Linked DNA regions of Mus musculus: all the other regions are linked to region 4. Evidence: chromatin contacts called from public ChIA-PET, Hi-C and promoter capture Hi-C data. All regions are on one chromosome and are shown on one strand. Each heading gives the region's core, a stretch centred on a gene start, on an enhancer-like site or on the middle of the called end of the contact. The rest is flanking DNA. Distances are from core to core; before and after follow the strand shown.

What was found. Promoter capture Hi-C pulls out the DNA fragments that hold promoters and counts their contacts. A called contact is a pair of places that touch in the nucleus more often than the background predicts. ChIA-PET counts read pairs in DNA pulled down with a chosen protein or histone mark.
Region 1: an RNA polymerase II ChIA-PET map of memory CD8 T cells shows a contact between it and region 4, with 84 read pairs. The contact joins the enhancer-like site here to the promoter of Polk in region 4. A contact is called at or near these places in 2 of 39 promoter capture datasets (cranial neural crest and embryonic stem cells), 3 of 484 Hi-C or Micro-C datasets (CD4 T cells, CD8 T cells and regulatory T cells), 8 of 115 datasets of contacts at active chromatin or transcription factors (bone marrow-derived dendritic cells, bone marrow-derived macrophages, embryonic midbrain and 3 more) and 1 of 9 other capture datasets (liver).
Region 2: a Hi-C map of B cells shows a contact between it and region 4, with 17 read pairs. The contact joins the promoter of Nsa2 here to the promoter of Polk in region 4. A contact is called at or near these places in 4 of 39 promoter capture datasets (hippocampal neurons, liver, neural stem cells and 1 more), 2 of 484 Hi-C or Micro-C datasets (B cells and CD4 T cells) and 1 of 115 datasets of contacts at active chromatin or transcription factors (the SCID.adh cell line).
Region 3: a contact with region 4 is called in a promoter capture Hi-C map of hippocampal neurons, with 2.8 times the contacts expected there. The contact joins the enhancer-like site here to the promoter of Polk in region 4. A contact is called at or near these places in 4 of 39 promoter capture datasets (cranial neural crest, embryonic stem cells, hippocampal neurons and 1 more), 2 of 484 Hi-C or Micro-C datasets (Th2 cells and nephron progenitors), 17 of 115 datasets of contacts at active chromatin or transcription factors (bone marrow-derived macrophages, craniofacial prominence, differentiating embryonic stem cells and 7 more) and 1 of 9 other capture datasets (embryonic stem cells).

Annotation. Positions count from the first base shown.
Region 1 is chr13:95,959,312-95,962,308 of GRCm38.p6, reverse strand. It overlaps Sv2c (synaptic vesicle glycoprotein 2c), which reads left to right. Exons shown (of 13, transcript NM_029210.1): 13 at 846-2,866. The coding sequence ends at 1,029. Among named protein-coding and RNA genes, the nearest start is that of Gm24032, 64 kb to the right of the region's middle. Within about 2 kb of position 1,653, at least 124 of the 459 cell types and tissues checked have an H3K27ac peak or open chromatin away from gene starts, as enhancers often do. A contact at or near this core is called in CD8 T cells, liver, memory CD8 T cells and 1 more, where this site is marked.
Region 2 is chr13:97,136,619-97,139,464 of GRCm38.p6, reverse strand. Nsa2 (NSA2 ribosome biogenesis homolog) reads left to right here and starts at 1,539. Exons shown (of 6, transcript NM_021552.5): 1 at 1,539-1,710. The coding sequence starts at 1,708. It overlaps Gfm2 (G elongation factor, mitochondrial 2), which reads right to left and starts at 1,528. Exons shown (of 21, transcript NM_177266.5): 1 at 1,406-1,528.
Region 3 is chr13:95,994,215-95,996,993 of GRCm38.p6, reverse strand. All of the region lies in intron 4 of Sv2c (synaptic vesicle glycoprotein 2c), which reads left to right. Among named protein-coding and RNA genes, the nearest start is that of Gm24032, 98 kb to the right of the region's middle. Within about 2 kb of position 1,498, at least 15 of the 459 cell types and tissues checked have an H3K27ac peak or open chromatin away from gene starts, as enhancers often do. A contact at or near this core is called in differentiating embryonic stem cells and hippocampal neurons, where this site is marked.
Region 4 is chr13:96,541,305-96,544,300 of GRCm38.p6, reverse strand. Polk (polymerase (DNA directed), kappa) reads left to right here and starts at 1,722. Exons shown (of 15, transcript NM_012048.3): 1 at 1,722-1,974. It overlaps Cert1 (ceramide transporter 1), which reads right to left and starts at 1,566. Exons shown (of 18, transcript NM_023420.2): 1 at 1,042-1,566. The coding sequence starts at 1,137.

The DNA of each region.
Region 1 (2,997 bases), core at 404-2,903, 580 kb after region 4:
AAACAGTCTCAGAGTGGGGACATGAGACAGACAGACTGAGAGACAGTTAAAACGAGAGGGACAAAATGAGAGAGAGAAAGAGAGAGAGAGGGAGAGAGAGAGAGAACACACACACACCGTGATGTTGACAGATGCCCTTTAAAGGGTCTGTGTTGCATAGCAACTCTTAGCGGTGGTGGGAACTCTTAGCTATGGTCGAAATGCACAGCACTGGATGCTGACGTAAGTAAACTACAGGTGCTGAGTCGCTGAGAAGCAGGCTGATAGTGTCTGACAGACGGCAGTTGTATTTTATACTGGAACAAAATTTGAATTTCCTTATTTCCTCTATTTAAGAGGTGTCACCAAGATTCTGGACACTTATAAAACAAATAACAAGTCACTTTTGTAAAGACTTGAGAGCCTGCTAGATCGCCCAGTCCCACTCCCTGGACAGAGGAGGTGGCCCAGCTTCTCCCAAGCTAAGCAGAGGCTAGCTGACTCCTACGGAAAGAGGCTTTAAGCCTGCTTTTATCCTGAGAGGACTTACACGGAGTGAAATTAACTTTTACTTAGTAGAACCATCCTTCCAACACATTGGACCAAGAAAGAGCTTTTTTTTCTTCTTCTGTACCAAAATAAGAGTCAGTAGAGTCGTACGTACGTCATCAGGAGACCGGCCGCAGCAGTGACAGCTGGCTTCTCTGCCTCCGCGTTTGCTAACAAGCATTTTAATTATCTGCTTCACTAACATACGGCACAAACCACGTAAAGACCATCAGGGTGACTGCGCAGAACGTGTAAGTTTAAAGCTGGACTCCCGAGCATCATTTTCTAAACCTTGACTGTGTTTCTGTCCCTTGCAGAGCAACGGGCTTCGGCTTCTTGAACGCCCTCTGTAAAGCGGCGGCCGTCCTGGGAAACTTAATCTTCGGCTCCTTGGTCAGCATCACCAAAGCCATCCCCATCCTGCTGGCTTCCACTGTGCTCGTGTGTGGAGGACTCGTGGGGCTGCGCCTGCCCGACACACGAACCCAGGTTCTGATGTGACGTGACAAAAGCCATTCCCTTCCTCCCACCGTGGGTCGGTCGTATTGCCTGACTCAAAGCTTCAGAGTTTTAATGTATAGAAAGGTGGCCAAGTATCAGAACACAAACTTTTGCTGTGATGTAACGTGTAGCTGCGTATTGTCTTACCCCGCCAGTGTGATTTGCAGGGTTTCCCGCCCCCCCTCCCCCCGTGCACTGTTAGCTTTTCCTAACTGTGATGTTCCTGCTTCTCAGTGCCCAGTGGAAGTGTTCCTAAAATGTCTCAGTTGACCAGGCTTCCCCAAGGACTACATTCACCAAGAATCTAAAAAGTCTGTGCTGGTGTAAGAAATAGACCCTGCTGGCGACGCTCTACTAACAGGAAGTTTAAATTGGCATAATTTTGTGCTGAGGAAAGGGATTTCTTTTTCTTCTTTTTTCTTTCTCTCTTTCTTTCTCTCTCTTTCTTTCTTTCTTTCTTTCTTTCTTTCTTTCTTTCTTTCTTTCTTTCTTTCTTTCTTTCTTTCTTTCTTTCTTTCTTTCTTTCTTTCTTTCTTTCTTTCTTTTTCTCATACCGAGTGATACTTCCTGTTTTCTTAGAAAAAAGACAGCCTGCCAGCCACTCTAGCTGTTACAGCAGGGGGTTTCAAGACAATTGTGTGACACCAAGCACTTCTGGGCGGGGCTCTTTTGGGCAGGATGATTAGGGTGGTTTTGTTAACAAGAAAAGTTTAAAGTCTATCCCCACTTGGCAACGAAACCCTACCTGAGCAGCACAAGGCAGATTTTTAGATAGAAATTGGAATTCACAACCAAAGCCATTTGGGAAACACAGACGGGAGCCTCTCTTGTACGGTCCCTTGCGGGTCAACACCACCCACCCTCCTTTGATCAACTGTCCACTGTTACATTTTTAGCCCAAATCTCCACATCAGGTCATGTCCCTCCAGTGTCCCCAGGCTGTGGGCTCCTAGCCTTGTCTCTGGACAGTTTTTGAGCCTGCCTGCTCTCCCCAGCAACCCTCCGGCAGGCAGGACAGCATTTCCTGGTGGGTGAATATCTGTTTTACCTCTGGAATCTTCCTGAGCATGGAAGGAGGGAGGGGTCAGCAGGACGTTCCCACGGGCCAGCTGTCAGCTAAAGGACCTTCGAGTCTCTTGCCCGGTGCCCCTCCCCCAGGCCCATCCTTTTACGCGTCTTTGAAATCTGAAGCCTCCTTGTAGATTTGCAGCCTGTGATAGCAACCATCGTAAGGCCTGTGTTTAAACAGCATTCTTTGTTTAACTGCCTCTGTCTTGTTGGAGGGGGAATCCTCTTTGCTTATTTTACGCTTTTCTTGCATGACCACAGCCCCGGGCCTTCCAGAAAAAAGGAAACTTCTGTTCCCAAGAATCTGTTCAGAGATGGCCCTGCTCCCTGGAGTCCCCTCTGCCTTGCCTCCCTTCCCCTCACATGTTCCCTGATCCCTCCTGGAGCTGAAATTCTGTGAAAAGCTCTTTGATTAACATAAACCATTAATCCACTGCCCCCATTAAGTAATGCAGGCGTGGTGGAGGGGGCAGCCTTGAGTTAAGATGGGAAGCTGCAGAGAGAAAGTGGTTCCCTGCAGATAACCTGAGTACTCAGAGCCTGGACATCCAGGCTATGAGAGCCAGAGCTGCAGAGCTGACCAGGGAATCTTCGAAGCATCATTGATTGATTTGAAAGACACCAATGAGGCAGGGCCAGAACAGAACTCGCTTCTGTTTCTCATCCCTGGGAAACAAATCTGTGTTTCAAAAACCTAAGGAGTATCTATTTTTTTTTCCATGCAGGCTCATTTCTCTCTCCTATTTGCACCATGGTTGTTTTCTTTTTGAAAAAAACATGTTTGAGGCCCAGAGCAGACCTTTTGGTTGAATGTGGCATGCAACAAAATTGCTGCAAAAGTAAGATATGAATCCCTATCTTCCCATTCAAAACAAACAAACAAACAAACAAACAAGCAAA
Region 2 (2,846 bases), core at 290-2,789, 600 kb before region 4:
TACTAGGGGGAGGGGCTGAAATATACAACATCCTACTGTCATCGATGTTGCAGAAAGGAAGGGAAATGGAGCAGTTATGGTGTCAAGGGAGGCTTCACTAAAACTGTGAAATTAAAACTAAAAAAAAAACTAAAGTAGGTAAGGGAGTCAATGTGGGAAGAGGGAGCATACTCTAGCTTGAGAAATTGCGTAATTTACTGCACCTGAAAATACACGAATGCTAATCAGCGCTAGCTCTGATTTAAACAAACAAACAAACAAAAACATTATACTATGGGGACTTAAATGATAGTTTGAAGCCCAGCGGTTGTGGTGCACATCTTTAATTTCAGCACTCTGGAGGCAGAGGCAGGCGGACCTTTGTTGAGTTTGAGGCCAGTCTTGTTTGCGAAGCAAGTTCCAGGACAGCCAGCTCTACACAGGGAAACACTATCTCGAAAACATCAAAAAAGGAAGGGATGTTTAAAAAAAAAAAAAAAAGCAACAGCTTGACTCCAAGTGCTAGGGCTTCTTGAGATGTACTTTTCAATTTTGGTAGTTCCAAATTGGAGCTAGTGAACTTCTGTGACTACAGTACAAGGATAAAACTGGGGACTGACGAGATGGCTCAGAGGTTAAGTTTGGCTGCCCTTCTAGAGGACCAGGTTCAATTCCCAGCAACCACTAGCCCCCCCAACCATCTTTTATGATTCAACACCCTGTTCTGGCCTCGGAGGGCACCAGGTACGCACTACACATTTAAAAAAAAAAATAATAAGGGCTGGTGAGATGGCTCAGTGGGTAAGAGCACCCGACTGCTCTTCCGAAGGTCAGGAGTTCAAATCCCAGCAACCACATGGTGGCTCACAACCATCCGATCACGATATCTGACTCCCTCTTCTGGAGTGTCTGAAGACAGCTACAGTGTACTTACATATAATAAATAAATAAATCTTAAAAAAAAAATAATAATAATAAGGTGGAAAAACCACACAGATTTCTAAAAGGTAAAAACTGCCCTTAATTACACAGGATTTCTCAAGAGCTTAGGGGGAAAGTCCTGGGCGTCCACAAAAACCAAGTACCTTTTGCTTTCCTGGCCTGGCCAGTAGTTTTATTTTCCATATAACATATCTCAACCAATTGTGCATCCGCTAGCAACAGGAGAGACAGAAACAGACTAACAAATCAGTCGCCCTCCATAATGGATGAAGCAACACGTCCGTGACCCGGCAGACGGGGCCCGGAGGCCGGGGAGTGCTCGTCTGGAACCCGCTGTCAGTAGCAGCTACGAGGTCAGCAGTGGCAGACCAGCAAGACCGCGGCACGCACAGGGCGCCTGGCTGGTTCTGCTAGTGTCCGCCGGGGAGTAAGAGAGGAACCGGCAACACGGTACCACATCCCACCACCTCAGACACCCTCATACCCGCAGAAGGAACCCGCGGATCTCCCAGCTTACAAAAGCTCCATAAGCACCTTCCGCCCTCTAAGCAGTTCCGGTGGCGTCTCAGCTAAAATTCTCCTGCTGTCAATTTCCGCCCATCTGCCTAGGAACGGAAAGACGTCACGGAACTGCTGTGCGGCGCTTGCGCTCCACTCGGCCTTCTTAAAGGACTACCCTTTCCCGTCCTGGGCTGAACGAGGCAGGCTCGTGGACCAGTGACATCCAGAAATTAAGAGTTTTTTGAGACCCGGGAGGTCGCGGACCGGTGCTCCGCGGCTGTCATCATGGTAAGGAGGCCTCCTCGGACGCGGGCGACGAAGGGCCTGGGGTTAGCGTGGTTGGGCTGTCGGGGAGAGAGGACCGTGGTAGGCGGAACTGAGATGCCTTGGCGTGAGATGCAGCTTCTGGACCCGGAACACAAATCTTGGGATGAGACAAGAGTTCACTATAAAAGTCCTGATCTTGCTACCGTGGCGTCAGTGCCAACCTAATGGAATGCAGTTGAGACTTGTGATAATAACTTTATAGTCGCATCACACCGTTTTAATGCTCAGTATACTATATTCTTTGCAAAAAGCCAAACAGCGAATGAGTTGCGGAACAAAACATTCTCTTTATATATGAATTACCAGACCTGCCATTCTCATTATACTGGATGTTTCTCTTCAAAGTGGAATGCCATAAACCTTCTTTGTAGTTGCTGCAAAGTTTATGTGATAGCAGTTGAAAACAACACCCATAAGGGTTTTGTTACCTAGTTTTAATCTCTGAGCTGGGTTTTGTGCCTGTTTGTTTATTAGGTTGGTTGGTTTTGAGGGTTCAAATCTAACTAGATGCTGACTACAGTTTCATTGTTAACAATGAAACAATTTAAAACACAAATGGGATCCCATATAGTACTGACAACATGCAAAATAATACACCAACTTTGGAAGATAACACAGCAGTAGACAGTTTCCAAGCAAAGGTCTGAATTCATCTATATTTATTACAACTTTATTCCTAATCACCAATGGAAAAAAATGAACAGTCCAGATATACATCATATGGTAAATGGATAAAGAAATGAGTTTATATCCACACACTGGGATATGGCCAAGTGCTATAAAGTACTTAAGAGCTGGTAGACATAAATGGATATATTCTAGTTAAAAAAAGCCAGATGCAAAAGGATGTGTGTCCTGTAGATTCTACTCACTGGGCAGAGTAAACCATACAAATATAAGGTTGAAGATGGGAAAAGAAGACCTTAGAGTAGCACAAAGGAACATTCTGGGGTGGAAAAATCAATATGCCATCTTGAATATAATGGATACAGAAATTTATGATTGGGCAGGAATTACAACTACACACCCACAACTAAAATTGGCAAATCTTGTTTTATGTAAATTGTGTTTTAGAAAAATAACATTCTTTTTTTTTT
Region 3 (2,779 bases), core at 249-2,748, 550 kb after region 4:
TTACAAAGTGGGTTTCCATACAGCTTTTGCATACAACCTAAGCTTTGGTTAAATTACTCCAACCTTCCTTCTTCAATGTCCCTCCATCCTCAACTCCCCAGGACTAAAAGGTCAGTCAGAGACACCAGTTCTCTTTTCTATGCAGACACAGAGTTGTCTCTGGACTTTTCTCCTGGGTCCCCATAGGTCCACACTGTATTTTTAAGCTCACATTGATCACAGGCAGAATCCCTGCGTTTCTTGAGAAAATGCCACTGTTGAATATTGGTGCCTCTATAATTCCAGTATCCCTTTTCTTCCTCCAGGCACCTGAGTCACTCAAAAGTCAAAGGCTTAGGGCTGTGATTTGGGTTTGCTTTGTTTTGTTTTGGTGTTTTCATTTTAAGTGAGAAGCAATAAAAGGTTATGTAAAGTTTATAAATTAAAGAAATAATGTCAGAAGAGAACAGTGCCCACGAGCCACCTCCTCCTACCTTGTGTAACTACCTAAAACAGCATAGTGCATTTCCAAACCATGGCCTTTCTAGATCAGATAATATGTTTTGTGTGCATATAAAAATGACATCACTGCTGTCCACCCTGTCTAGGGGGGGGCGGGGGGCAGCTTCTCTTTCTCTACTGGGAGGTTTTCCGAGTTCCATCAGAAAGAGCTGCCTCATTCTTGTCCGACACGAGAGTGGTTTTTATCGTATGGCTGGCTGTGCCACAGCTTAGCTTCCCATTTGCCCACTAACATCATTATTTATATTTCCAACTTGACTTATTTTGCTACAAACAAGAGATGAACAGCTCTGAAGTAGTACTGCCCAGCTGCAAGTAGTTAAACCTTAGCATCACAGATGGCACTGGCTACCCAACCTGAGTCGATAGCCAGAGATTCACGTTTTACACTGACTGCGTAGTTTTTATATTTTATGCCCACGACGCATTAAGGATATAAATTTTTTATTTCCGTAGCAATATCAGAAACCCACCTGATCACTCTCACTGCAGAAAATGAACTCTGAGCTACTTTAAGAGAATTTAGCTGGTCTTTGTCTTATGAGAGATCAAGATGAAAACATGCAGATAATTTATTTCTTAGCTAGTCAGACTTGACATCCTGTACAATAAATACTGAAGAGTTTTGATTTCTTTTAGTACATTGGATCTCAGTCTTGCATCTAAAATCTCCTGTCTTGACAAAGACAGTTTGTTGTTGTTATTGTTGTTTTGGTTTGGTTCTTTTGTCTTTTGTTTTTTGTGTTTGTTTTTATGTTTTGGTTTTTTTTTACAATATTGCATAAGTAGTTACCAGAATTCAGGCCCTCAAACTGGATACTGAGATAGCAGGGCTTCCAGGTTAAAGCCTAGGGGAAATGTAGGCGCCAGTGTCCTATGTGTGTGTCATATGCTTTGCCTGCATTCCTTGAGCAACAGGCAGCTGGAAGGCAGCCGAGGAGGCAGCCATAGGGCCCTGCAGCGACAGCAGGGGGAGGCTGGCAAGGGCCTTGGTTATTATGCAAGATCCGTCCCTCTTTTCTTTAGTAGCACCACATTGATTAGAGCCAGGCTTTCACTGCCTTCTGTACCGCCCTAATTGAGGCCCTCCCTTGCATGGAATTTACATTATCTGTGGATAAATCTCACAGCGTGACATTTTAATGAGTATTTTAGCAAAATCCAAAGGACAATTAGAAACATCAACTTTGCAAGGGTCATTTTTTTAAAGACAAAATAATAATAAATGTCACAGTGCCAAACGATGAGATTTGGTTTCAAAGAATCCATTACACTAAGTGCAGACGTGAAACGCACAGCCCGTTTTCCCGGCGGAATGGGGTTCGACCCTACAGTCCTCTTCTTCGCCCTGCTTGGAGATTGTTCTGAAGCGTTTGCCTAGAGTTTGTGTTCAGATTTAAGCTTCCTTGAAATGGCGCTCAGGAGAGCTGAGCCACGGTGATGGCGGTCAGGGATTCAGTCCTTCGTGTCTTTTTGTCTTGTAAGGCATCCGCAAGGTCATTTCTCAATGTACTCATGGGTGCCTGCCATCCTCACAGGCCCCAGCGTAATCCTGTGAATCTTTGACTCTTGTAGGCATGGGAGGAGGGGCATCCATTTCCCTTGCCAGGACTCCTCCCACTACCCAGGACACGCCCCCTCTCTTCTCGTCGTCAGTTATACAATAATGGGTAAAGGGTAACCAGTCTAGGATGGCCGTGCCTACTTCGTAAGCACAGGCTTTAATTCTAACGTTGACACTGTACATAGCTCAAAATGAGGAAAGGAATTTATTTGGAATTTTGACATTGTCTGACTTCAGAAAAGTCATCCCCATAACACTAACCAGCTATTTGGGGGCACTGAGGTGACTCATTTGTCATTGAGCTTAAGGACCTGAGTTCAATTCCCAGAGCCCACATAGTAGAGAGAGAGTACAGGTGAGAAATAAATAAATAAATAATATAAAATGTAATAAAAACTTTACAAATAAATCCACACAAAAATCAACATATGATTCAAGTGTCTAAGTCTATATTTTAAAAAACAAAACTGATGCACATAAATACCACATATAAATGTCCATAGCAGATTTATTAATAAATACCCTAAACTGGGAACGTCCTTTAACCCACTAACATACATGACAATTTGTATGAATCTCAAATGTATCATGCTAAGTATAAGAATCAAAGTTCTTATTCACAAAGTTACATACTGGCCAGGTATGGTGATGTGTGCCTGTAATCACACCCATGGGAAGTCTGAGACAGGAGGATTGTGAACTCAAGGCCAGTCT
Region 4 (2,996 bases), core at 473-2,972:
TTGTTAAGGGACCAGCCCTGATTCTCCCTCTGGAAACTAACTGCTTGCTCTAAGCATTTCTTAAAGTTTAACAGGAAAGGACTGGGAAGTCATAAAGACTGAGTCTTCCCACAACAAAAACGTAAAATACAACACACTGTGAAATATTAACAAGATCACTTATTTCCAGCCCTATAAATTCTATCTAGGCTTAAAGGAAAGAAAGAAAGAAAGAAAGAAAGAAAGAAAGAAAGAAAGAAAGCTGAAACGGTGCTTTTAAAAGTACAGAGGCAAAACAAAACAAAAAATGTCTTTCCTTTCTGTACAAATACTGCATTACTAAATAACGCTCCTTTTCCTGAACTAAAGGTCGGTCTTCCTTCTGACACGTTCCAACTTACTATTAATATTTCTTATCCACAGCTTGCCAATTCAATAGCTCTTTTCTGAACTTGGACAAGGAGGGGGTAAGGTACAAAAGTGCCGCACACGCTTCCTACACCAAAGATCACTCACACCTCAAAGTTTACTATCTCAGATTTCAAGGCCAAACCCAGTCAACTGGTTTGCCTAAGTTACACCAATTAAGAGCCGAACAGCACCTGCCCCCATTCTGGTAGGGGCCTCCAAAATACAGTCTGAAAGGTCGATTTCACCGCCCTCCTGCCCAGCACTTCTTCAGACACCACGGGTTGCCCAACCCAGATTCCTACACCCCAGACAGCTGCGGCCTTGGGTTCCAAGTTACCAGATGCACCTTGCCTCCCGAACTAGATCACGGATTTAATACAAGCTTTCCAAGGTCCTCCGCCAAAGCTGACAGGATCCAGGAATTGGGGGGCTAGCGGTAAGGACAGTCCCAAGCACCTCCTATCCCATCCCTGGCCAGGCACTCATTCCAAGACGACCTTTCGGCCCCGCACCCCAGCACATTCCGCAGCCCCCGCCCCGGGACAGTCGGTGCCTCCAGTCCAGCCCCACCCCAGGTCCCGAGCGGCTCCCCCTCGCCTCGCGGCAGGTGAGTCCCGGCAGCGGATCCACGGTCCCCGCGGGGCAGCTCACCTTGCTGAGGACCCCGCAGCGCTCCACAGGCGGCCCGGACTCCGTCTCCGGATCCTCCTCCGAGCCCGACGAGTTCCAGCTCTGGTTATCCGACATGGAGACGCGACAGCCGAGCAGGAGACCGGCCCCCGCTCCGCGAGCTGCGCCAGTGCAGGCGCCTAGTCCCTGGGGTGAAGGGTCGGGGGATGGCACCGCCAAGAGAGCCCGCTCCGGGGAGTGAGGGAACAGGAAGAGGGACGAAGCGCGCCCGCCGCGCCGCCGCCGCCGCGCCTGACACCGAGCGGACCGGGGAAGGAGGACGAGCGGCGAAGAAAGCCTGCCCTTCCAGCCGTCAGCCGCCGTGGCCGTGACCCCTGCGCTGCGCCCGGCGCCGCCACCTGAACTCGGCCCCCTAGATGCCAACCTCAGTCAGGGAGGGAGGAGGGGAGGAAGACGGGAAGAGCCAAGCCAACGGCAGAGACCCAGATCCACTCACTCACACCTCCGCTACAGCCGCCATCTTCCTGCCGGGTCCACTATTTACCCTCCCTCCTCTCTCAGCTCCCTCCCCTCCGTCCTCCCATCCTCCCTCCACCCCGCCCCGGGCCCCTCCCGGCGGCTCGCGACGCTCCCTACCTCCGGCCCTCCCGGGTGACGACGGGTAGGGAAGGAGGCGGAGCCGGGAGAGGAGAAAGCTGAACAGGGAAGCCGCTGCGCTGCATTCTGGGAAGGCTGGCGCTCCGTCCGCCGCGCAGCCTCCTGGGAGTTGTAGTCGCAATCCTAGGCAACTGGTGTGTGTCCTGGGCGCGCCTAAAGGCTGGTTGCCTAGGGGAACCTTCTGAAGGCAAGTGGGCTTCTTTTGAGAGTTGCGTGCCCCTTTCCGTCCAGCCTGGCTTCCGATTCTGCCTTGCGTGTTTGTGACGAGCCAGCGAGCCGGGACGTGAGAACCCTCAGGTGAGGATGGTGGGCTGTGCGACGCTGCTTTCCGGAAAGCCCGGGAACATCTTTGCAACTTGCCTGGGCAAAAATGATAGGGACTCCGTCGCTTCACTCAGGTTAGGAGTTTATGATCTCTCCAGTCGCAAACTGAAGATTTGCTTCCTCTCTAAAACCGTCACTGTTAATTCCGAAGGACTACTGTCTATGTCTTCGGAAGTAGACTTAATATTTGACGTTTACTGCTGTTGGAGGAAGAATTCCTTCAGACTATTTTCTCACTGTTAATTTATAGAATTTTTATCTCGTGCAATTAATGTTGAGGTTGTCAGAGAACAAATAACGTTTAAAGAACTTCTTAAAAAGGAAATTAGGGTCATATTATATCCTGAAGTTTTCTCTTAGTTGTGAACAAGTATCTCCCCGGAGACCCATGTTAACCATCTTTTTCCTCCCCGGAAGACAGGATAACTTGGATAGAAACTTTCTATCATTAAGATCAAAATGCGAGTTTTACTAAATAATAAGGAATTAGGCAATAGGTAGCTATCAAATTCCTGATCATTTCCAACTTTGAAATTCCTTATTTAACTGCAGAAAGAATTTCTACCTGCTACCCAGATGGAAAAGTAAGAAATTTTGAGTGTTTGGGGGTAGGGTGGGGTGTTAAGGCACAATGACTAAGAAAAAACAAACAAACAAAACAAACAAAAACTCTGGGAGCAATCGAAGAGTCCTACACTCCACATGACAGGAAGTAGCCCTGAGAAGTTCTTGTGTAGAAGCATTCCTGGAGACTAAATGCAGTAGAATCTAAGTCTACTGTATGTCAGATACAAATGATTTTCCATCGTAAAATCATGACAAACATAACTGAAAGATATTCAAATGAATAAAACCTTAAGAGATAAAGATTTTAAGAATACCTTATCAGGGTGTTAAAACATAGCCCAAGGAGATATATGTACACACACACACACACACACACAGAGAGAGAGAGAGAGAGAGAGAGAGAAGAGGGCAAACCACTTTGTAAATTA